Linked DNA regions of Zea mays: region 2 is linked to region 1. A link is a contact called in public Hi-C data. All regions are on one chromosome and are shown on one strand. Each heading gives the region's core, a stretch centred on a gene start, on an enhancer-like site or on the middle of the called end of the contact. The rest is flanking DNA. Distances are from core to core; before and after follow the strand shown.

Region 1 (5,984 bases), core at 429-2,928:
TCCACGTAACCGAACCGTGATTAGGCCTTTTTCCTTTTAGTGCTCTCAAAAGCTTTTCCCCTCCCCTTTCTCTCTCTTTCTCTATTTGGTGACATCTTGTTGGGTTTCAACTCTAGCCTACCCCGACTTGCTTGGGACTAAAAGGCTATGTTGATGTTGATTTAGCTTAGTGGATTTAGTTTTTCGTGGTTTGAACAATTTGTTTGTCAATTTTATGTGAGAGTAGTGATCTACCCAAGGCTCCAAAAGGCACTAGGCCACTGGTTGGCACCTAGGATGCCCAAGCGGAGATTAAATGCGACCAAACATTTGTGTTTTTTTCTTCGTTTTGTTGCCAGAATGTGTTTAAGTGCATCACTGCATCACAGATTCAGTCTATACTTGGTACAACAATAGGCCGAGTACGTCAGCAATAGTATTTCCCTTGTCCAAGAAGATATTAAGTGGCACAGGTCTGCACAGCTAGTCGCACTTCACAAACCGCAAGGTCTCTGGACACACAGCCAGCCGCACTTCACAAACAGCAAGGCCTGTGATCACCAGGGAAGGTGCGTGTGGGGTTACTTGTGGAGTTGGTGCTCGAGATTATTCTTTCTGCTGGCACCGACTCAAGTTGTGGAGGTGGCGGCTGCGCCAAGGTGCAAGATCTTGTTTCTTCCTGCGCTGCTGCCCACCGCGCTAGTGCATGCTCCTGCGGCTTGCCTCTACACATGCTAGTTTGCCTTCCTCCTGATTTACTTTGATTCCATGCCACTTACCCAATGGACAGCGTTTAATTGGATGCTTATGGCCTAAGCGAGGCACAAGGGCTCCGTTCCTTGCTCAAGCACGCCTAGGCGAGCGTTTAGTTATGTTTCTTTTGAACACTGGATCTACCACATTGGTTCCAAACTGAGCACGAACACAAATCAAAGCTGCAACTTCACAGGTTGGAAAATTGTAGGCGGATTGAATAGGTGCCATAAATGAGACTTATGGTCTTTTAGCCGCAGTTGCTGAACCACTTGCAGCCCACCCAAGCCTTTCGTGCATTTGCTTGTTTGATTCATGACCTATTCATTCCATCGGTACAAAACCATATATTGTATACACGCTTCACTCATTTTCATCTTGTGTATATAAATTGTGTTTGGTGAAATTTGATGGTGCTGCAGTAAATAATCTGCCATCTTTAACGTAGTTCATTATAGAGCTATACATCATTTATTTTAGCCACTTGCCTGTTTAGTTTTGATATTCCTGAGACTGTAGCAGGTTGCAGATCTTTGATCTAGTTAGTTTTGCATGACTACATTTGTGTCCATTAGATTAGAATTGTTCAAAGTTTAACTGCAAAATGGGCCCTGCCTCCATATTCCTCCCTTAGTTCTACTTTAGTAATTGGTTTGGTAAGGGGCATCTATAATGTACCCATAATTGTGATTTGTTGCTTGCTTATATTGTTCTCTGGCAGGTCTGGAGGCATGAAAGGTCTGTTCGCCGGCGTTGGCCCACGTGTTGCACGCGCTGGTCCATCAGTTGGTATTGTCATTTCCTTCTACGAGGTTGTCAAGTACGCTCTTCATCAAAGGCACACCTCATGACCTAGTTTTGTTGATAAGATGGAAGCCCTCCCACTTGGTGAAAGGCATGGTAGGCTAGTTACTCTGACAGGGCTAGGTGTAAGTTGGAAGATCAGAGTGCCCAACAGTCAAGACACGACAGGCTTTTTTATGGACAGTGTCCATTTCAGTCAAGGATAGCAATACCAGTTTTGCCATGGAGCAGGCTTCAGTTTCGCCCGTGTCAGGTTTTGGACCATCGTCTAAGCTTATGTCTTGGCCGGATCTGAAGCTGCTCCGGTAAACTTACTTGGTGTAGTCCCTGTAATTGAAGGAAAGGAGAGTGTAGTAGCGTAGATACTGATCAATAATTTTGCACACCCTTGAAACTACAGAAGAAATTTTGCACATCCTAGTCTTGTGTCGATGCCTTAAAAAAACCGTTTTGGTCTTCTTGTTGACTTGTTACTGTAAAAACCAACGGGGATATGTTTACTTGGCGGAATCATTAAATTCAAAGGGGATGGATTCGTTAGATATATGGCTTGGACCGAGCTATGGCAAACGTTGGATGGTGGCGTCGGTTTCCCTCTGTCCATGTCTGAATCTCAATGAATGAGACTTCTAATGGCAGATGCCAGGAAGTGATGATATGCACGGGAAGCAAGTCACCAGCGAGGTGCTGAATCGGAGAACCTGCCCTGGAGACCTGAAACGGAGTATATAACGGTAGGCGCCATTGCGGGATGATGAAATTCACATGGCGGAAACTAGATTGCGTTTGGAAGATGGACCTTTTTCTCTGGATCATATCATGTCACGTAACAGCTAGCCCCGACCTTAGAGTCAACTTGAAATAGACGCGGAATGAAATGGGACTAGATTGCGGCTGTCTGTGAATGGAGACGTATGCATGGGGGTTCACCTTTTCTTCAAAATTCAAACGAAAGGATGATATTCCATTTAAAAAACTCAATGAAAGGGTTGTTTCCTTGATGTGGCCCAGGTTGCAGCTATAATTCCTGGGTGGTGTTGGGACGCTCCTGGCGGGAGCAGTTCCTGTGTGTGAACCCCCTAGTCTTTTTTCTCTCCTAGGTTGCCACCCTTTGGCGAGACACGCCGTTTGTTCATATCCTAACTCCCTTCTTCTTAATTGATAGGCAGAGCTCCTATCACTTTCGTTCAAAAAAATGAAGATTCCCGAACTAAGCTATCCTACACTACGAAGGATACAATACAAATTATTCTACTCTTCGCTTGAAGCTTGAGACGTGAATGGAGAGGGAAGTGTGTGAGCCTCTATTTATACATGGATACAGGTAGATCCATATGCTTGTCACGTGAACCCTTAGATCAACCATCATGTATGTTTTCCCAAAGAAAAACAAGAATATTCAAACACGAACACAAGACTGAAGTTGTTCTTGGCTAGTGGGTGCACCATGGTGGTCGATAGACCCGCTCTATGATGTGGACAGACCACCCTCTCTGGTGTGGTGGGTCCCTTATTGATATAGAGTGGGTATGTGTTGTCTAAATTGTGTTGGCGTGTCGATTTGCTTTATTATGGGTTCATCATTCTACAAGACTTCATCTTTCACCGCTGAGAAGAAAACATACTTTGCATCTAAGGGTGTGGAATCACTCTTGAGTGACTCATATGGATCATGGGGCTTTGGGAGGCTAGTGGGCCCATAGGGGTGGTGTGCCGACCACCCTATGGTGGCCCCACCAACACCTCTCTCTATTTTGCTATTGTTGGGGATTTGTTCTCAAATGCTATGAATTAAAAACAAGGCAACACAAAGAGGAGTTAATTGTTAATGTCCTTCATCATTCGAAGCATTATTTCCCTTAGAATATAACGATCTTCGGACGAAGGTTATGAAGGACATACCTTGATCATTGCAGTATATGTTAATGAAAGACGAAGCATATGAAACATGAGAAATATCATGGATAATCATATGACATTATTAATATCTCTTTATTATATCATCATGGATGAACAAGAACAATATTGAATTACATTTATACCTTCGGCTTGACAAAAGGCAAAAAGTCCAAGCGTGATGCACGAGCGAATACAAGTCACCGTGAACAATACGGGGGTAATGTTCATCTATTTATAGGCACATGACACAGTCTGTGTAAAATTACATCCATGCCCTTTATATTTACTATTGACTTAAGGATAATCCAACGAGGACTAGATAGCCTTTTCCCCTTTAAGTCGGTTCCTTTTTCCGTCGCTGAGCCGAAGCTCCCTTGCGCGTAGCTTCGGAGCTGCATCAACCTTCCTCCCGACCATGCTCTCCATATCGTGTACAGTTTTAACCCGAGTCCGAAGGTACCTGTACATATATTACACTTGGGAAACATTGTTAAATCATGTTTTTGAGGACCTTCGGAAGACGAAGGCCCCCAACAGTAGCCCCTCGCAGTATTAATTTGTTATAACAACGAATTCAGACTGTGACATGAACGAAGACCTTAAGCCGAAGGTCCGAAAAACACCTCCCCTTTGCTAGAATAGCAATAGTCAATGACAGACAGGGCCCACCAAGTTGCAACACACTGGGCGTATAAATATAAACCACAGCGGCAGCATTTGATACGCCGTTTCCACCATTTGCATTATTTTCTCAAACTTTCTAGCTCTTGCTCACTAGCTCTCGCTTGATTTTCAAGCCTTTCGAGCTTCGGTTTAAGAACGTGTCTTCACCTTGTCCGGGGAGAAGATGTCTGAGGAAAAGAAAATGACTGCATAAACGAAGGTAACTGAAGAGACGAAGTTGTTTGGAGAAAAGAAAACCACGGATCCGTTTATCGCCGGGTTTGTTGAGTCTATGTCAAAAACAAACACAGAGAAGATTACTAAAGAGTTCTGGAAGGTTTGTCTGAGGATACTGATGATAGTGATAGTTATGATGTGGAGACTGGAGACGAAGATTCTGAAGACCGGCCCTGGCGACCAAGCCATACTGTCTTCAGAAAATCAACTATTAAACAGAGTCATCTTGACAACATGAGAGGAAGGTACTTTCGTGACATGTCTATCGTGAGGGCTGGCGGAGACAACACTGCCCCTGCCCCTGAGGAAAATGAAGTTGTTATCTACCGAAGCTTTTTTAAGGCTGGTCTTCGGTTCCCTTTGAGCAAGTTTGTGGTTGAAGTGCTGAAGATATACCAGATTTTCCTTCATCAGATCACCCCCGAAGCTATTATTAGGATGGGGATTTTTGTCTGGGCTATGAGAAGCCAGGGGTTGGAGCCAAGCGCGAAGTGCTTCTGCAGTATGCACGGACTTTTATATGAGACGAAGACCACTGGCAAAGAACAGTATCACAACAACTTCGGTTGTTATGGATTTATTGCTCGCCCCAATGCAAGCCACCCGGTGCCAACATTCCGGAAGAGATGGCCCGGAGCCTGGATGGAGGAGTGGTTTTATGTTAAAAATGATTTAAAGGCAAGAGAAGAATCAAAGAAATCATCCAACGCCCCATCTGGTTTCGCTTCGGCCTCCAAAGGTCGAAGGTGGAAATCGATGACGCTGTTGAAGCATGCCAGAGGGCTTTTAGCACTGTTTGCTCCTTTATTGGCACAAGAGATTTGATTCAAGAGCACATATCCTTCAGGGTATGGCCACTTGTGGAAAGCTGGGAAATGCCGAAGGAGACCACCACCGACTCTAGTGATGGTGGTCTGGTCCGACTGAAGTATACCTTCAGATTTAGGGAGAAGTTTGACGAGCCAAACGACGACTGGCTGAAGTGCATTGAAGCTACTAGTGATGAACTACTTGGAGCATACTCCAAAGCCGAAGATAATGCTTTGTCCGTAGCCTTCGGAGGCCGGGGGAAGAAAAGGCTGAACAGGGTAGTTGATGCTATTGGCTTCGTATACCCTGATTATCGCTACCCGCTGCGAGGGCAAGAGAAAAAGAGGAAGATTGCTGCTTCAGTCACCCCAGCTGAGCCTGAGCCAAAGAGTAGAAAGGTGAAGTTTCTGACCCACCGACCGCGTTATATTGAATCGGCCGCAGTGCCTGAATTTGGCGCAGGGTCCACTTCAGCAGCCGAAGCAACACAAACTGCTTCGATTACACAGAGCGCTGAAGAGCCGACCATAATGCCGAAGACGCATGCATTTGAGCCAGTCGAAGATAGGGTTGATAAGGCTGAAGAGCCAAAGGTTGAAGAAGTAATAAGAATGTCAAAAATCCTGAGCCCTCCGACAGAGGCAAAACTGCCGAAGGTGCAAAAGACTTCTGCCGCAACTCCCAAGAGGAGGAGGATGGCCAACGTGCTAGATGTTGTGCTGGAAACTACGAAGGCCTTGAGCCCTGCTGCTACAAAGAAAGTTGCTGAAGCCACAAAAACGCAAACCGAAGCCAAAACTGGGCAAGTAGAAGCCGAAGCTGCGCAAGCTCAAACTGAA
Region 2 (6,442 bases), core at 2,131-4,630, 450 kb after region 1:
GGAGGACCGGTGGTCGCCACCAGTATCTGGCGGTCGTTGAGCTTTTGTTGTCTCTTGTTCTCCTGCGACCCATGTCCGCCGAAGATGACGTTGACCTCCCTGTCGACGCGTGGGAAAGCTCCTCCTCCTCCCTCCTCCGGCTGATGGGGTTGTCGTGGTTCATCCGGTCCTCCCCTTGGCGGAGGAGGAGGTAGAGGTTGGAAGGGTCGGCCATGCCCGACGGAGTGCTTGAAGTCCCGGCAGTTGCGAAGAGTGTGGCGCATGTCCTTGTGGTATGGGCACTGGGCGTCTAAGATGTCGTCCAGCGTGCGTTCACCTCCGCGAGGTCCTCCTCGGGCGCGAGAGGCAGGCGGTCCGGCGGCGTGTACTTCTTCGCGAGGCCTCTTCTCCCAGCGTTTGTCGGGTGGCTGGTTCACGTCGCGTCGCGGTGCTGCCGGTGCAGGCTTTGCTCCTCCGATGAGGTCCTGAGCTCGCTCGTCGGCGGTGATGTAGAGGTCGGCTTCCCGGAACAGCTCCTCGGAAGTAGTCGGCGCTTTCTGTAGTATGGCTCGGACAAAAGCCGAGTCGTTGGATCCTCTGTAGAAGTCTTCAATCACGGCCGCCTCCGTGACCTCGGGGATGCGATTTCTCATGGTCTGGAACCTTTTGAGGTACGACCGGAGAGTCTCATCCCCCCGACGCTTGATGGATTTGAGGTCCCACGGTTGCGCTGGCTTGTCGGAGAGGGACTGGAAGTTGGCGGTGAAACGTCGACTGAAGTCTCCCCAGTCGTCGATGCAATGTCGGGGTAGATGTCGTAGCCACTGTAGCGCATCTTGCCCAAGGACGATGGGCAGATACGCGGTCATAACGTCCTCAGATGCTCCGACAGCCCGAGCAGCGGTGGTGTAGACGGCTAGCCAACCCCCTGGATCCTGCTTAGGTTCATATTTGTCGACATTGGATACCTTGAAGTTGGAAGGCCATTGGATGGCCCTAAGGCGCGGAGTAAGAGCGGACACTCCGCACGTGTCCTCCTGTCGTCGGGGACGATGTCTGTCCCGGGGAGGGGAGTTGTGATTGTGGTTCCTCGACCGTCCCCGGGTGGTTCCGCCAGTTGAGGCCGTCGCCGACTCAGTCCTGGTGGCCTGGCTTTGAGTCGGGATGCCATGATCTCGGTCGTACTCCTCCCGACGGTGAATCTCGTTTTCATGCCGCTGTTCGCGTGAAGCATTGATGGAGCTTCGTGCATCTTGGCGACTGTTGATGGCGTGTCGTAGATCGTTCGGTGGGTGAGCGAGCGGTAGAAGATGGTTGGCTGCCTGGGTGAACAGGCGTCGGTATCCCTCGGCGTCGGGAGTCCGAGGAAGTCCATCAGCTATCCGAGCTAGTACCCCTCCGACTTCGCTTGGCGTGTTCATAGCTCGGGCGAAGTCGGGATTCAGGTTGCGTCCGAAGAGCGGATTCTCCCGGCGTTGCCTTGCGTCTTGCTCGGCCTGTTCCTGAGCCCGCCGGCGATCACGTCGTCGGGAGTTCCTTCGTTCTCTGAAGACGCGTTCTTCCGGAGTTTCTCCTATCTCCGAGTCCTCGTCTCGCGAGACAGGCTGCTCTGGATCCCGTTCTCCGGCCGCGTGATGTCGTCGAACGTTCCTGCGCCGGTTCCTCCGTCGGCGGGATTCTCGTTGAGGTGGCTCTTCTCCGGGCGCGGTCGGTTCGTCGTCAGAGACAGTGGGCGACTCCACTCTCCCGATGAAGAGGACATCGGGGTAGAATGATGCTGCTGTTGTGGCGACTTTCTTTCCGTTCTCCTTTGAGGCCAGAGGAACGGAAAGAACGACTTGCTTTTCCCTGGTCTCCTTCTTCCTCGTGATCCGTGTCCATTCTTTTGTCGAGGAAGTAGACAGCGGAGTTTTCCGGGTCAGCGAGCCCTTGGCCCCTGACTTTACGGAGACGATCTTTTTCCGAAGAGCTGGAGGTGGCGCCTTTCCGGCATTTTCGGAGTTCGTTGGAGGAGACTTCTTTTCCGGCGGATCCGCGATACGGTGTAGAATTCCCTCTTCATCCGCTACAGATGAGATTGTCCCGAAGCAGAATACGGATCCGGGACGCATGGTGATCTTGCTGTAGAAGGTGACGGCCATTGAGCTAGCTTGGATCGTCGACACACCCCCTACCTGGCGCGCCAGCTGTCGGTGTTTTGGGTCCGACCGCACACCCGGGGTTGCCCCTCAAGGTGTTTCTAGGAGTAGGACGGTGTCGACGACTGTAGCAAAATGGTTCGTGCCGATCACACGAGGGACAGTGGACAAGATTTACAGGTTCGGGCCGCTTAGAGATGCGTAACACCCTACGTCCTGGTGAGTATGTGAGCGTGGTTACAAGAGGGCTCTCTGGATTGAAGACACAGAGAGTTGTTGTGGGTGGCTAAGTAAGATAGGGTCGATCGTTCTGAAGGGGTGCCCCCTAGGCCTTATATACTCGACCGTGGGGCAGTACATGTGGATATGATAACAACAAGTAGTTAAAAGGTAGTGAACCTCTTGAGTTTATCCCTACGTAACCCTCGCCGACTTATCCTCGCATGGCTCCGTTGCATGGGGGCTTCAGTGCGGGAAAGTCGAGTCTCTGTTGCGATTTACTCGCTCGACGTTGTGGGCCATCCGGGCTTGCACCAATCTGGTATCACGTCGCTCTGCCTTGTTGGTTGTTTCTCCCCAGGCCCACGAAGGAATAACCTCATGATTTATTGGGCCCTTGGGCCTTTCGTGAGGTCTTTTACTCCTTTAGTGGACACGGGGGATATCTATCCCCCACACCAACAAGTCTGATCCTAATCCGATACAATTCTTAATTTTTATAGTGTAAAATTTAGAGCTCATTGTTACCTCTAGTTAGGAATAGATTGAAGTGGATTGGATAGAGATTAAATCTCTTGCTAGTCAAAATTTAATAAAAATAAATTTAATTCCCTTACTTTCCTTCGATCCCCATGCAGCCGAACAAGCACACATCGAGCGATAAACACCCATAAATATAATACTTCCTCCGTTATTAAATATATGATACTGTTAATTTTTTTGAAAAATTTGACGACTCATCTTATTCAAAATAATTATTTGAAAATGTAAAATTTCAAGTCATGCTCAAACAAACTTAAGTGATAAAACAAATCATAACAAAATAAATTATAATTCGTAATTTTCTGAATAAGATGAGCGGTCAAAGTTTTCTAAAAAATTCAACGATGTCATATATTTAAGAACGGAGTTAGTATTTAGAAGTCATGATACAATATTGCAATTTTGATTATTTTAAATATAAAAGAAAATTTGTTATCGTTGGAAGGCCTCTTTATTGGTGGGCCGCAGACCTACTAGTACTACTTTAGGTGCGTGCTAGCCGTCTGGATGGCCCAGGAACGGCGCACCGTGGAGTCCCTCTCTGATTTTTGGCGAGCAGAACATACCTGAGACGACAGGTAGAAGACGACTGACTGCCTCGAGCAGCAGAGATCAGGGAGGCCGAGGGCGGGATGACGATCCGGTTCGTGCTGTTCGTCAACAAGCAGGGCCAGACGCGGCTGGCGCAGTACTACGAGCACCTCTCCCTCGACGAGCGACGGGCCCTCGAGGGCGAGATCGTCCGCAAGTGCCTCGCCCGCACTGACCAGCAGGTTTGTCCGTCCGCACCGCCTCCTCGCCCCTCACCCCCGGCCGTCCTTCTTTCCCACGTCCCCTCCGCTTCTGCTCTCCCATTGATCGGCCCGGATCATCGCCCTCCTTTCCGGATCCACGAATCTGCTGGGTTTGTGTTGGATCGTCTTGGATCTGGATCGGGATGGGGGGTTTCCCTGCACTTCCGATTTTCTGAGACTACCGCTGCTTTTGTGTTGATGCAGTGTTCGTTTGTGGAGCACCGGAACTACAAGGTCGTTTACAGGCGCTACGCCTCCCTTTTCTTCCTCGTCGGCGTCGACAGCGATGAGGTGCGACCCTCTGGCATACCATTGCTATACCCTCATGACAATTTGACTGTGATTGCAAACTGTGGGTGAAGTCGATCCTCTGGCATACCATTGCTATACCGTGGTTTAGCTGCTGCAATCTATGTGTGCTCAACCGTAGTTGTGATAATAGTGGTTTGGCAGGAAACATTATCATGCAGAACCTGTGAACGACAAAGGTTACATAGACCTCAAATAAGTGATCTGTTTAGCCTACACCTTTCGACTATGGTACTATACATAGTGACAAGGTTCCCGGAACGTTGGGAACGAGGAACGGGAACGAGGAACGCGGTACGTCTGTTAAAGCAACATGGAACGTTGAGGGGTATACAGCTGATCGACGTTCATTCGATGCGTGGAACGTGTTCCCAACGATTTCGGAACGAAGTTAGGGAACGATTGTAATGGAACAGGGAACGATGCGTAATTAAAACAAGCAATGACACATACATAATATATAATATATGTATATATAACTGATAATGATGGGATCCCGATAATGATAAGTCATAGTGTCTTAGCTTATTTATTTATATATATATATATATATAACGGTAACAATAATTACTTTCTTGCAAAGCCTAGATAGAAGAGTCTTCTGGATCAATGTCCCATTTAGCATGTGCGCCATGTTTGTAGCCATCTGTTGATCTTGACAAAAGTCGCAAATTGGATGTCTCGTACCAGTAGCCGCAGCCCCATCTTCGTCACCGCTGTCTGCGTCTGCACCACCATCTTGGATATCTACAGGCACCTCTTGGACGACTTGCACATCATCATCTTCTAATTCATCTGCACACTTTCTTTTGCTTGAAGAACCGAAAACCATGTTTGAAGTTTGAGTTGTGCTTGGCTCTGTGGATTATTTAAATAACAGCGGACCAGCCACCAGCTACGCGTGGACGGTGGGCCACCAGCCAGTACGCGGCTCCGCCGCGCCGCTATCCCTTCCTACGCGCCGCTATCCCTTCCTCTTCTCTAACCCACTGCAACGCGCCGCTATTCATCTTCCTACGCGGCTCCCTGCGACCCACTGCAACGCGGCGGCGCGATTCCTCTTCCACGGGCGACGCGGCGCTCGATTCCTCTTCCACGGGCGGACTGCAACGACGCGGCGCTTGATTCCTCTTCCACGGGCGGCCTGCAACGCCGCGGCGCGCGATTCGTCTTCGTCTTCCCCACTGCGCGAAGTCGCGAACGGTCAGTCACCCAGTCCAGTCGAATCCTCTTCCCTTCCTCTTCCCCTTCCTCTTCCCTTCCTCTTCCCCTTCCTCTTCCACGCGGCTATCCTCTTCCCAGCGCGACACAACGTCCGGCGGTCGGGCGGCGCATCATCCCAGCGCGTCCCACTCCCAGCGCGGCGGCCGGACGACGGCAGCGCGGCGGCACGGCCTCCTCAAGGTAAGCGTTCCTATCTTAGGTATACGACGTTCCGCTAGCGTTTCTTGGAATGTTCCCCATCGTTCCCGTTCCTCGTTTCGGGACGAAGTTCCCGGAACGCGGAACGCGCCATCGTTCCACATTCCCTGTCACTAAGGTACTATACTACTATTATTCTTGTGCAAGTCTGAATTCGCTCACTCTACTGTTACCATCTTCTATCAATGAATCCGAATTATTTGTCACAGATCAAGCAACATTTAATATTATAAACAGCCCTCCGAAAGTGTTTTTTCTTGATGCTATGGATTTAACTTCTGTTCGTATATTTTTTTCATGTAAGAAATTATTAGTTTACTATGCAATTGGGTTTATTAGGGATGATAGTTGGTACAAAGATCTCAATGGAATTACCTTTCATGGGATTTTTATAGCTTCACTGTTCTGACTAACATGTCCTTGATGTCACCATTTCTTAGGGGCTTAGGGCTACTCTTTTGTGTCACTGTACATAAGGTTAATCAAGGGTATTAGTCCTACCAAACTAATATTCATGAGTACTTTTGACAAACTTACCATATTCTTTTCCTAATAATCTCTGGGACATTCTGTGGTACTGTTATAGTTATGCAAGTCTTAGTTTACTGGATACACGCTTATCATCCTTTCTTAGCTAAGCCAAGTTTGTCATGGATGATTTGGTCTTGAAGGCAATTAGTATGCCTTAACTAGGGACACAATGAGAGTGCTAAGAGACTTTTCTGTGAAGACGTAGATGCATGGCTAGATATATGCCTATTAGTGAGAAGCTTTCATAGGGGAGAGAGTTATCGAGAATTGTCTGAGAGGAACAACAAGGATTTCTTTGAACCGATCTGGTTTCATGTCTAGAAGGTCAACTATGGAAGCCATTTTTCTTAAAAAGATAAGTGATGGAGCAGTATAGTAAGAAAAATGACCTACACATGGTTCTCATTGAATTGGAGAAGGGTTATGATGAAATACCAAAGAATGTTATGTGGTGGTCTTTGGACAAACATAAAGTTTTAACGAAGTACATTGGACTCATTAAGGACA

Evidence for each region. A called contact is a pair of places that touch in the nucleus more often than the background predicts.
Region 2: a contact with region 1 is called in a Hi-C map of leaf, with 3 times the contacts expected there. The contact joins the promoter of LOC100285322 here to the enhancer-like site in region 1. A contact is called at or near these places in 2 of 25 Hi-C or Micro-C datasets (ear and leaf).

Annotation. Positions count from the first base shown.
Region 1 is chr4:76,729,548-76,735,531 of Zm-B73-REFERENCE-NAM-5.0, forward strand. It overlaps LOC100284060 (mitochondrial carrier protein CGI-69), which reads left to right. Exons shown (of 10, transcript NM_001370576.1): 10 at 1,454-1,982. The coding sequence ends at 1,583. Among protein-coding and RNA genes, the nearest start is that of LOC100284060, 8.6 kb to the left of the region's middle. Within about 2 kb of position 1,679, at least 6 of the 20 cell types and tissues checked have an H3K27ac peak or open chromatin away from gene starts, as enhancers often do. A contact at or near this core is called in leaf, where this site is marked.
Region 2 is chr4:77,177,712-77,184,153 of Zm-B73-REFERENCE-NAM-5.0, forward strand. LOC100285322 reads left to right here and starts at 3,381. Exons shown (of 4, transcript NM_001158215.1): 1 at 3,381-3,652; 2 at 3,878-3,964. The coding sequence starts at 3,512.